Linked DNA regions of Zea mays: region 2 is linked to region 1. A link is a contact called in public Hi-C data. All regions are on one chromosome and are shown on one strand. The core of a region is the stretch at or near the end of the contact, and the rest is flanking DNA. Distances in the headings are between cores, read along the strand shown.

The links. Hi-C and Micro-C count contacts between places; a contact is called where the count stands out from the background.
Region 2: a Hi-C map of tassel shows a contact between it and region 1, with 2.2 times the contacts expected there. The contact joins the promoter of LOC100303903 here to the promoter of LOC100217016 in region 1. A contact is called at or near these places in 2 of 25 Hi-C or Micro-C datasets (ear and tassel).

The regions. Positions count from the first base shown.
Region 1 is chr4:157,889,750-157,894,197 of Zm-B73-REFERENCE-NAM-5.0, forward strand. LOC100217016 (F-box protein) reads right to left here and starts at 2,599. Exons shown (of 6, transcript NM_001175120.1): 1 at 2,020-2,599; 2 at 1,083-1,188; 3 at 786-1,001; 4 at 501-711; 5 at 91-172. The coding sequence starts at 2,508.
Region 2 is chr4:158,169,323-158,173,669 of Zm-B73-REFERENCE-NAM-5.0, forward strand. It overlaps LOC100303903, which reads right to left and starts at 1,317. Exons shown (of 4, transcript NM_001165487.2): 1 at 1,128-1,317; 2 at 764-1,037. The coding sequence starts at 1,249. It also overlaps the pseudogene LOC103653874.

The DNA.
Region 1 (4,448 bases), core at 1,349-3,848:
TCCAGTCGAGGTACAAAGGGGGTGTGTGAAATTAGGAAAGCAAATCTGTCCATTTCAAGTAGAACTGCTGACTGCCATTATAGACCATACCTCAGCGCTTCTCATCTTCTGCCTGGCCTTTATGGTCTTCTTCCTCTGCCAATCATCAATATCGGCTTCTTTCTTTTTCAGCCTATATGGTTCAAGTAACATTAGTACTCTGACTAGAAAATTAAGACCTGTGGGTTATGAAATTTGAAGATTTGAAAAATAATGCATAGTGATTACTCACAGGAGTCCATGTTTTCATACCCACACCATAACACCAGTAATGAATTGAGCTTGTAACTTCAAAACACAATTTCAGGCTGAAGTGATATTGTACATGTCAAAAATTCAAATCTGACCACCGTAGCAATACAATATTCTTATACTATGATTCTCTCTCTGAACACGTCCAAAATTAATTGGTAATGAATATCAAGTTTGGATGTTATGAAAAATGGGATAAGAAGGATTACTTTTCTATGAGCTTTGCAATCTGCGCATCCTTCCAGGCAACCAACTTAGCATGGACTAAATTGCCTTGGGGTTTTAACACGGAGCTCGGGGTCCATCTCTCTGTCCTTTGCACTTCAACTGGACAGTTCTCACCATCTGAATCGCCAAATGCACGATCACTACGATTGCTACCCTGATAGGCACCGTCAGACTCAAAATTCCAATCACGGGCTGCAGCATACACGACTGTGTCAAAGTTCAGATTAGGCTGGATATCTGATGAACTCCATGAGGTTCAGGCTTACCTGAAGATACGCGAGATGACACGGTATTGCTCTGCCAGTCTTTTTTATCACCTCCCTCGTCATCCCCTTCACTGACTTTGGGCAATCTCCATTCATTGGTAGCATCTAATGCATCCACGCGCTGTCGGAAATTACGTGAGGAGCGAACTCGGCGCATAAATCTAGCTGGTGTGGTCTTGTGGATGAATCTCGGAGGCATTTGATTGGCGCCTTCAACTGCATATTATTGAACATGAATTGCAAGAAAAAAAATTGTGTGCCTAATATATGAACAGAGGCGACAACAAAAGGAGGCACCTCTCCTATCCAGCAGAGAAGGGTGCCTGGGTGTCTGCAGTCTGATATTCCGTGGCATAGCAGAAGGATTCATGAAATCTGCTCTGGTCCTGCCTTGCTCTTCTTCCTTCAGAATAGATTTGGATTGTTAGTTTCTGCTTCAATCTAGGTTGTGAAGTACCAAAGGGATTGAAAAAATAATAAAGTTTACAAAGAAAATGGGACCTTCATGCATAACAATCGGATGGAATCAGACACAGAAGTTAGATGAGCAGAAGTTAACAAGGTAATGCAGAAATCTAGATGAACAAGTACATGATGCTATGGGTTTTGGCCCTCTGCAGAAACGTGGTAACTGACGAGAAGCCCAAGTCGTGAAGGAGCAGGCTTTGCTGCTAGTCAGTTACCTAATAGGCTGTTTGGTTTGAGGAATGGGCTAGTCCATCATCTTCTCACTCCTCACATTTTTGTTTGGTTTGTGGAATGAAATGAGTTGATCCATCATCACCTTATTCCTTATAGTTAGTAAGTTAGTACTAATATGAGGAATAAGTTCATCCCACCAAATTTGAGGAATAGATCCATGCTACACCACCACATTTTGGATGGAGTGATTCCTCAAACCAAACACTCCCTAAGTCTTGGGAGCAATCCATCTAGTCCAGCAACATTAACACATTTAAGAATTTATCAAAAAGCCTAGAAAATTGTAAGAAAAGAAACCAGCTCCGTCCAAGAAAAGAAACCACCTCTACGCCAGCATGGACTAGCAGAATGTATCAGCGCATCCTGACAGCATTCAAGACTGCAAGCTACTAAGCATGGAATCAAGATCAAATGCAGTACAGGTGGAGAACCGAGGACCACGGAGGCACCTTCGCTCCATATCGAGCAAGAATCAGTCCAGGAACAAAAGGGGCGCCAACAAGTTAAGACTTAAAAGAGCACGAAAACTGACCACCCGTGGCGTGACAAACGAGGAGGCGTCGTCACCGCCGTGCGGTTCGCGGTCCTCCTCCTCCTCGCCGCCGCCGTCGTGGCTGTTCGCGGGGCTGCAGATCGGGGACGGCGATGCGGGGCGGTGCCTGGTGAGCGACCCGGCGCTCCACGCGGCGCAGCTGCCGTAGGACGAGGCCGGGCGGCGGCCGTAGTGCCCGCCGTGCCCGCCCATGGCGGCCATCGCGAGCAGCATCTGCGTGCTCCGCCCCACGGACGCCTCGGGCTCCGGCTCCGGGTCCGGGTCCGGCTCGGCGTCGGCGTTGTAGCAGGGGGCGCCTCGCGAGGCCTCGGAGCGGGCCGGGGAGGAGCCCGGCGAGACGCGGGAGGCGGCGGTGGGCTCGCCCATGCAGGGCAGCGGAATCGGGAGCTGAGGAAGGTGGTCGGCGCGGCGCATGTTGGTGCTCCCGCAGGAGGAGACGCCGTCCGGGACGGCGGCAGCCGCGGCCATCTTCTTGGCTTCGCTCTGCGCTTTGCCTCTCCCCTCTTCTTGGTTAGTTGCAGAGCGCGCGCTTGCGTTGTGCCGTTGCGTCTACTCTTTGGGGATTGGGGCGGTTTGTGAGGGAGGCCTGGCCTGGGAAGCTGTGTTTAGGCTTCCATAGCTGGGCCTCCTAGCTATTGGGCCTTGGCTTGTAAAGCTTTTCGCTGACAGGTGAACCCTACTATGCAACGCAGACAGCCAGACACAGAAATCATCAGTGATAATGTAAGAAAAAAAAGCAGGCATATACAGTAACATAAATAAGCAGCTCAGATCAGATATCAGGCGGACCTGCTGCTGTGCCAGCAAAATTCATTTCCCATGCATCGTACTGGACTACACAACAAGGATCGGACAATAGTGGAAGAAAAGTTTGAAAGAAAACGAAATTCTTGGAAAGCCAAATACTTAATCTATGGAGGAAGGTTGACACTAGTAAATTTTGTGCTGAGTGATTTGGTGGTTTATATGGTTTCTTGCTTTGAAATTCCTAAAGAGGGCTTGAAACTTTAGATCAATATTCTTTAGGCAAGGAGTACAACAGAAGGAAAAAAAATATAGACTAGCAAGATGGAGTATTATGTATAGACCAGTTGAGTAGGGCAGTCTGGGGATAAAGGACTTAGACCAACTCCAGCAGACTCCCTCTCCGTATCCCTAAAACGCGCGGCCAACAGATTCTCTCTCCTCTCCGTATCCGTCTCCGTTTCCAGCAACACTCCCCATCCCACTCCGCATGCAGTCTATGACACCTGGGGCCCGCGAGCAGCCGCGCGCGCACGCAGAGAGCTGCGGAGAGGAGAGAGAAAGCGTGGAAATGGGGAGTGCAGGGACACGGCGTCTATTTTGCGGAGAGGGATGCGGAGCCTGCTGGAGAGCGCAATAGTGCCTCAGACCGTGCAAAATGCGGATGCGGAGTGGGATGGGGAGTGTTGCTGGAGTTGGTCTTAGGACTACATAATACATGCCTCCTTAGTAAATGGTTATTTAGGCTTTTCAATGAAGCCAGTTTGTACAGTTTGGTCGTTTTGCACTCCAAGATGGGGAGCTAGCTAGTTAGGTTTGGGGATGCCATATGGCTCGGTACAAATGCCTTAAAATCATTATCTATGTCTATATAACATAGCCTTTAGAAAGCAAGCATCTATGGCTGAGGTAGTTGGTTTTGATCCACCGAAATTATTTTCAGGAGGGAATAGTGCGAAGAATTGAGGCTAAATTGCAACATCTTTTTGCTAAGAGTACAACCTATACAACTTACCAGTGATAGGGATTTTTTTGGCTTCCTTAAAAATGACAAATTTTCTGTGGGCTCCATGTATGATAAGTTGTGTAATCTTAATATTGCACCTAAACATGTATCAATACGGAAAACAAAAGTGACCCGGAAGATGAAGGTGTTTCTTTGGTATATCCATGAAGGAGTTACACTCACCAAAGATAATGTAGTTAAAAAGAAGTGGAAGGGTAGTTTAAAATGTTGTTAGTGTAGCTATAATGAAAGCATTGATCATCTCTTCTTCAAATGTTTCTTTGCTAGATTCCTTTGGAGATTAGTTGAAATTTGCACTGAAATTATGGCTCCACAAAATGCTGCACACACTATTTTGGGCAGTGGACTAAGGGAGCTAAACCCAGTGTTAAGAAGCTCATTTTCATGGGTGGAGCTAATGTTCTGTGGTCTATATGGCTTTGTATAAATTTTTTTTTGAAAGGAAGGGGCAAAAGACTTGCCGCTCCGAAATATATTAGATTAGAGAGCAAAGAAATGGAAGATACAAAACCAAAGAACCGGAGGGGAGAGGATAAGAAAGAAAAAATAAAAAGAGAAGAACAAAAACCCACTAGACCAGATCAACAAGACCTCAACTACTAGCAATATCCGATGACTGCAAGGGCCACTTGATTAA
Region 2 (4,347 bases), core at 67-2,566, 280 kb after region 1:
TTATTGATCTACATGCTGTTTCACTTCCCTACATACCTACATGCCATTTCACTCGGCGATGGCATCAGCTCCTGGTCCCTACATGTCATTTACTGGCCGCATAGCACCTCACTATCTGGACATCCTTCATGCCCTCCCCGTTTGCATAGCTGCTGGGCGGCTACCCCCATGGTCATTGTGCCGCTCAGGCCCTGGCCTGCTAGCAGCACTCCACTATTTTCCTTCTTCCCTTGACCAGATTGAAACCATGACGTGCCGAGAGAAATGGAAGATAAGTAGCTGAAAACAAGGAACAGACTCCTCACCTCCCAACCCCCACCGTGTGGACATCAAAAGTAGTCTGAGAACACGTTTCAACAATGCCAACATAAAATACACAATGGTTCAGTCATACTCCTCCATTCAAAATTATAATTCGCTTTGCGTTTGTCCTAAGTCAAACTTGTCAAATTTTGACCACGTTTTTAGAAAGAAACATATTAACATCTACAATTAAATGCACTATCAAGAGAGATGTCATGGGAAATTTAATGAAACTAATTTGATTTTGTATAAATGTTGGTGTGTGTTTTTTTCTAAAAACTCGGTCAAATTTAGATAAGCTTGAACTGTAATTTCGGACAGAGTTAGTATCAAGCAAGCTTCAGGTAACAGACTATAGGTATTGTTTCGAAGGGGGCAAAAACTGTAGATACTATCATGAACAAAACAATCATTTCCCAATTGTACATGTAATTGTGCAATAGAGAGACTAGAGAATTGCCTGTGCCCCTGCGAACTCCTCGAACTGTTTGACGAACTCCTCCATCATGGCGTCATCGTCCAGTGACGGAACACCCCCAGTGGCCGTCTCGAGCTCGCGCACAGCCTCCCGCGTCTCGCGCGTCAGCTCCTCAAGCGCCTCTTTGGCGCACGCGCCCCTCGGCGGTGGCTGCTTCCCCGCGCGCCGCTTCGGCACCTTGGGGTCCGGAAGCCCCAGCCCCAGCCCCTTCACCGGCCCCTTGCCTCCCGATCCTGACCCCGATGCCTCACCGGCGCTGTAGAGCGAGACTCGAGAGTCAGTTATTCGCTCGAAATCCTAGCGGAAGCAGCTTTTGGCTCCGACGAGGATAGGCCAGAGACAGTACCTTTTGGGGGCGGCAGATGCGGAGAGGTCGAGGCTGGTGAAGTCGTCGAGCGCGCTGTCGAGGAGCTGGTCGAGGTCGTCGCCCCCGTCGGCGGCAGCCGGGGCCGCGGAATTGGACGCCATCGTCCGAGCTGCAAATGGCCGCGACGTCGTTGAGGACTTCCCTCCGAACTTTGGGCGGTGTGACAGATGTGGCGGGCTGGCGGCGCAGGCGTGGCGTAATTGGATTGGGATGACTTTAGGGCCTGTTTGTTTGTGGCTAACGTGTCACTGACCGACTAAGGTTAGTAGTACGAATTAAAGAACTAGAGCATATTTGATTTATAGTCTAACTTGCTACACTTTACTTAACTTTTCTGTCTAAAGTTAGTTCTTCAATTCAGACAATTAATCTTAAGCAAAGTGTGGCAAAGTTAGTCACGAACCAAATAGACCCTTAACCTTAGACATAAAAGTTAAGCAAAATGTGACAACTTAGACATCAAAAATCTTGGGAATGGTACCCGCGACCCGATATATTTATTCCATTAGATTATATATATATATAATAAATATTCTATCTATGTGTTTTTTATTGATAAAGAATTTAGATAAACAGATATTAGAATGGTCTATCTTCACCCGTATTAGAGTATAAAATATTCAGTATAAACTTGACCTAAAAGCATAAATTTAGACTTCAATCATCTTTTTTTAACTGTTTAACAATCTTTTTGAACGATAATGTCATAAAAAGATTAACAACTACTTGATTGCCATGTAATAAAATATGTAATATGTTATGTGGTACTATTCTAGTGTTGCTACATTATTCAATTACCTATGGTGTTGTTGAATGGATGACTGAGTGAAGCTAGAAATTTTGTAATAGTATTTAGATGGAAATACTTGACATTTGTATAATGTATTATTTTGATAAATGTTTAATCTTTGTGTGTATGGGTATGAGGGTGAATCCATACCCGCTAGTGGATATGGATGATCTGATGAGGTTGATTTTTTGTCGTGAGTATGAGTATAAGATAGTAATACCCAGTGACTATTTATTCATTGTCATCTCTAATTGGGATTGAGATTTTGGCACTCGACGCGTGCGATATGGGGTTTGGGTGTAGAAAGACTGGAAGAGGATGAGCAGAGAGTGGGCCAACGGACGGCAGCCGGATTCTTTTTCCTAGTCGGGATTGGGGGCGCTCCGCCCTCGGCCTCGGCTGGCTCCATCAAGTTAGGCTTCGTTCGTTTAAGCCCATCCAGACTGGGATGAGGCTGGATTGTAGCCCAATCCAGGCTATATTCCAAGCCCAGGAAAAAATTGAGATTTTAATTTTTTTCGCGTTCGGTTAAGCCCACCGGAATTCAAGCCCATAGGTTTGGAATTTTTTTTTGCTACAGTGGATCCTGGATCCGAGCCATGACTCCTAGGGTCTGGAAACAAACCACGAAGCTGTGACCGCTCCGTGTCCGAGGAGAGCGGCGGCAGCGCAAGGAGTCTTCCTCTCCGACGCCGGCAACGTCGACACCGCTGGCAAACTTCTCTCCGGTTTGATCCTTTCTCATCTGCTCTCTGCCCCTCTCTCTATCTTTCTACGTCCAGCTGCAGCACTTCCACATCGGCTCCCAGATCCCGACCACTGCCCTGCTCTTCGACGGCGTCGGCGAGGCCGCGCAGATCTATTGCGAACTCGCCCGCCTCAGGTTCTTATTTCATCTCGAATTCGAAGTCTTCTCTCGTCCCTGTCCCCCTCCAGCACCGTCGCCGTCGTCGTCGCGCCGCAACCTCTCCATGGCACGCCCTCCGTCGACGGCCATCAAGCCACCGTATCCGGCCTTCCATTCCCATCCCAGCGATCTCGAGCTCGTCAACTCCTATCTCCATCCCTGGGTCGAGACCGGCGTCAAGACCGTATCAAACTAGTGCGCTCGCTCTCCGGCCTCTCTCGCACGGTCGCACCCCCTCTCTCCCCTACCTCTCTCCGGCTCTCTTCTTCCAAGGTAGACAGCATCAGAATTTTCCGACAGTATGTGCATTCGTTGATCTCGCGCTCTCACCACGCACACACACTGGTGTCGTACGTATATAGCACGAGTTTCTTTTTTGCTAGCTTGTTTCCTCTTCAGGAATTTCTATGAATCTCGTTTTGGAGTTGGAGCTCTGCGTGCATCGTATCTATGGTTCTTCACTCTACTTTGTTGATGCTTTCTTCTTTGTGCCTGGATCGATCGCACGCTCGACTGGCCGGGACTAGATTTCTACTTCGATCTGCTACGACCTTTGCAAATTTTTGACTGTATGTGTAGGGATCGTCAGATTATTGCAGGTTAAGTTTGCACGCCATTAAGCTAGCTAGTCAGCCAGCGAGGGTCCATGGATCTTGTGGACAAACGATTAAAGAAGAGTAGTGTGTGCTGTTCCTTCGTTCTAATTAATCATCAGCTGGCATTTCCATTCCTTCGTATTTGCGTGGGTTTTTACTAGCAAATCGATCCGGTTTAGAAGCATCGACTAATAAATATGGAAAAGCACATATGGCTATCATGTTTAGAAGTTTCTTCAGTCTGTGTGTCACACTCAGCCACTCACACATCAATGTGATGACCATCATATGAAAGAACACAAACACAATGACACTACGCGCTGAAGGGTTTGTCTGGTTTTTATCACTAACTGTTCGACAAGTACATGGCTTGCTTTCAACTATCCAATGCAGTCGCTGGGGATTGAAGCCATTCCAACTGATCACCGATGTAACTGGAGTAACGGTTCTCTTTATTTATTTTCAGATTGTCCCTGCTCCAGTAAGAGTAGGCGAGGACGAGCCTCCCCCATCTTGGGTGTTGGTGCCTGACCCATTTTCTCAAGGTACTAGCCAAAACCTAAAGAAATTGAATTATATGAACTACATAACTAGCTTTAGTAATTAATTTTCCTTATGTCTTTTGATGCTACTTTAGTTTTGCTATGGATATGAGCAATAGAGATCACCTTAGGAGGAGGGAGGAGGATGATGATGACCTCTTCCTTTTGATTCTCCCTTCCCTACATCTCTTGGGCTATCTTGGACGTAGTAAAAAGAAATTGAGGCATACATCAGCGCTGACCGGGGAGGAAAAGGTTCGAGAGCTACTTGAAGGCCATATCAAGAACTGCAGGGTATCATTTAGAATGGAACCTTACATTTTCAAATCCTTGGCGAACTATCTTAGAATGGAAGGATTGGTTA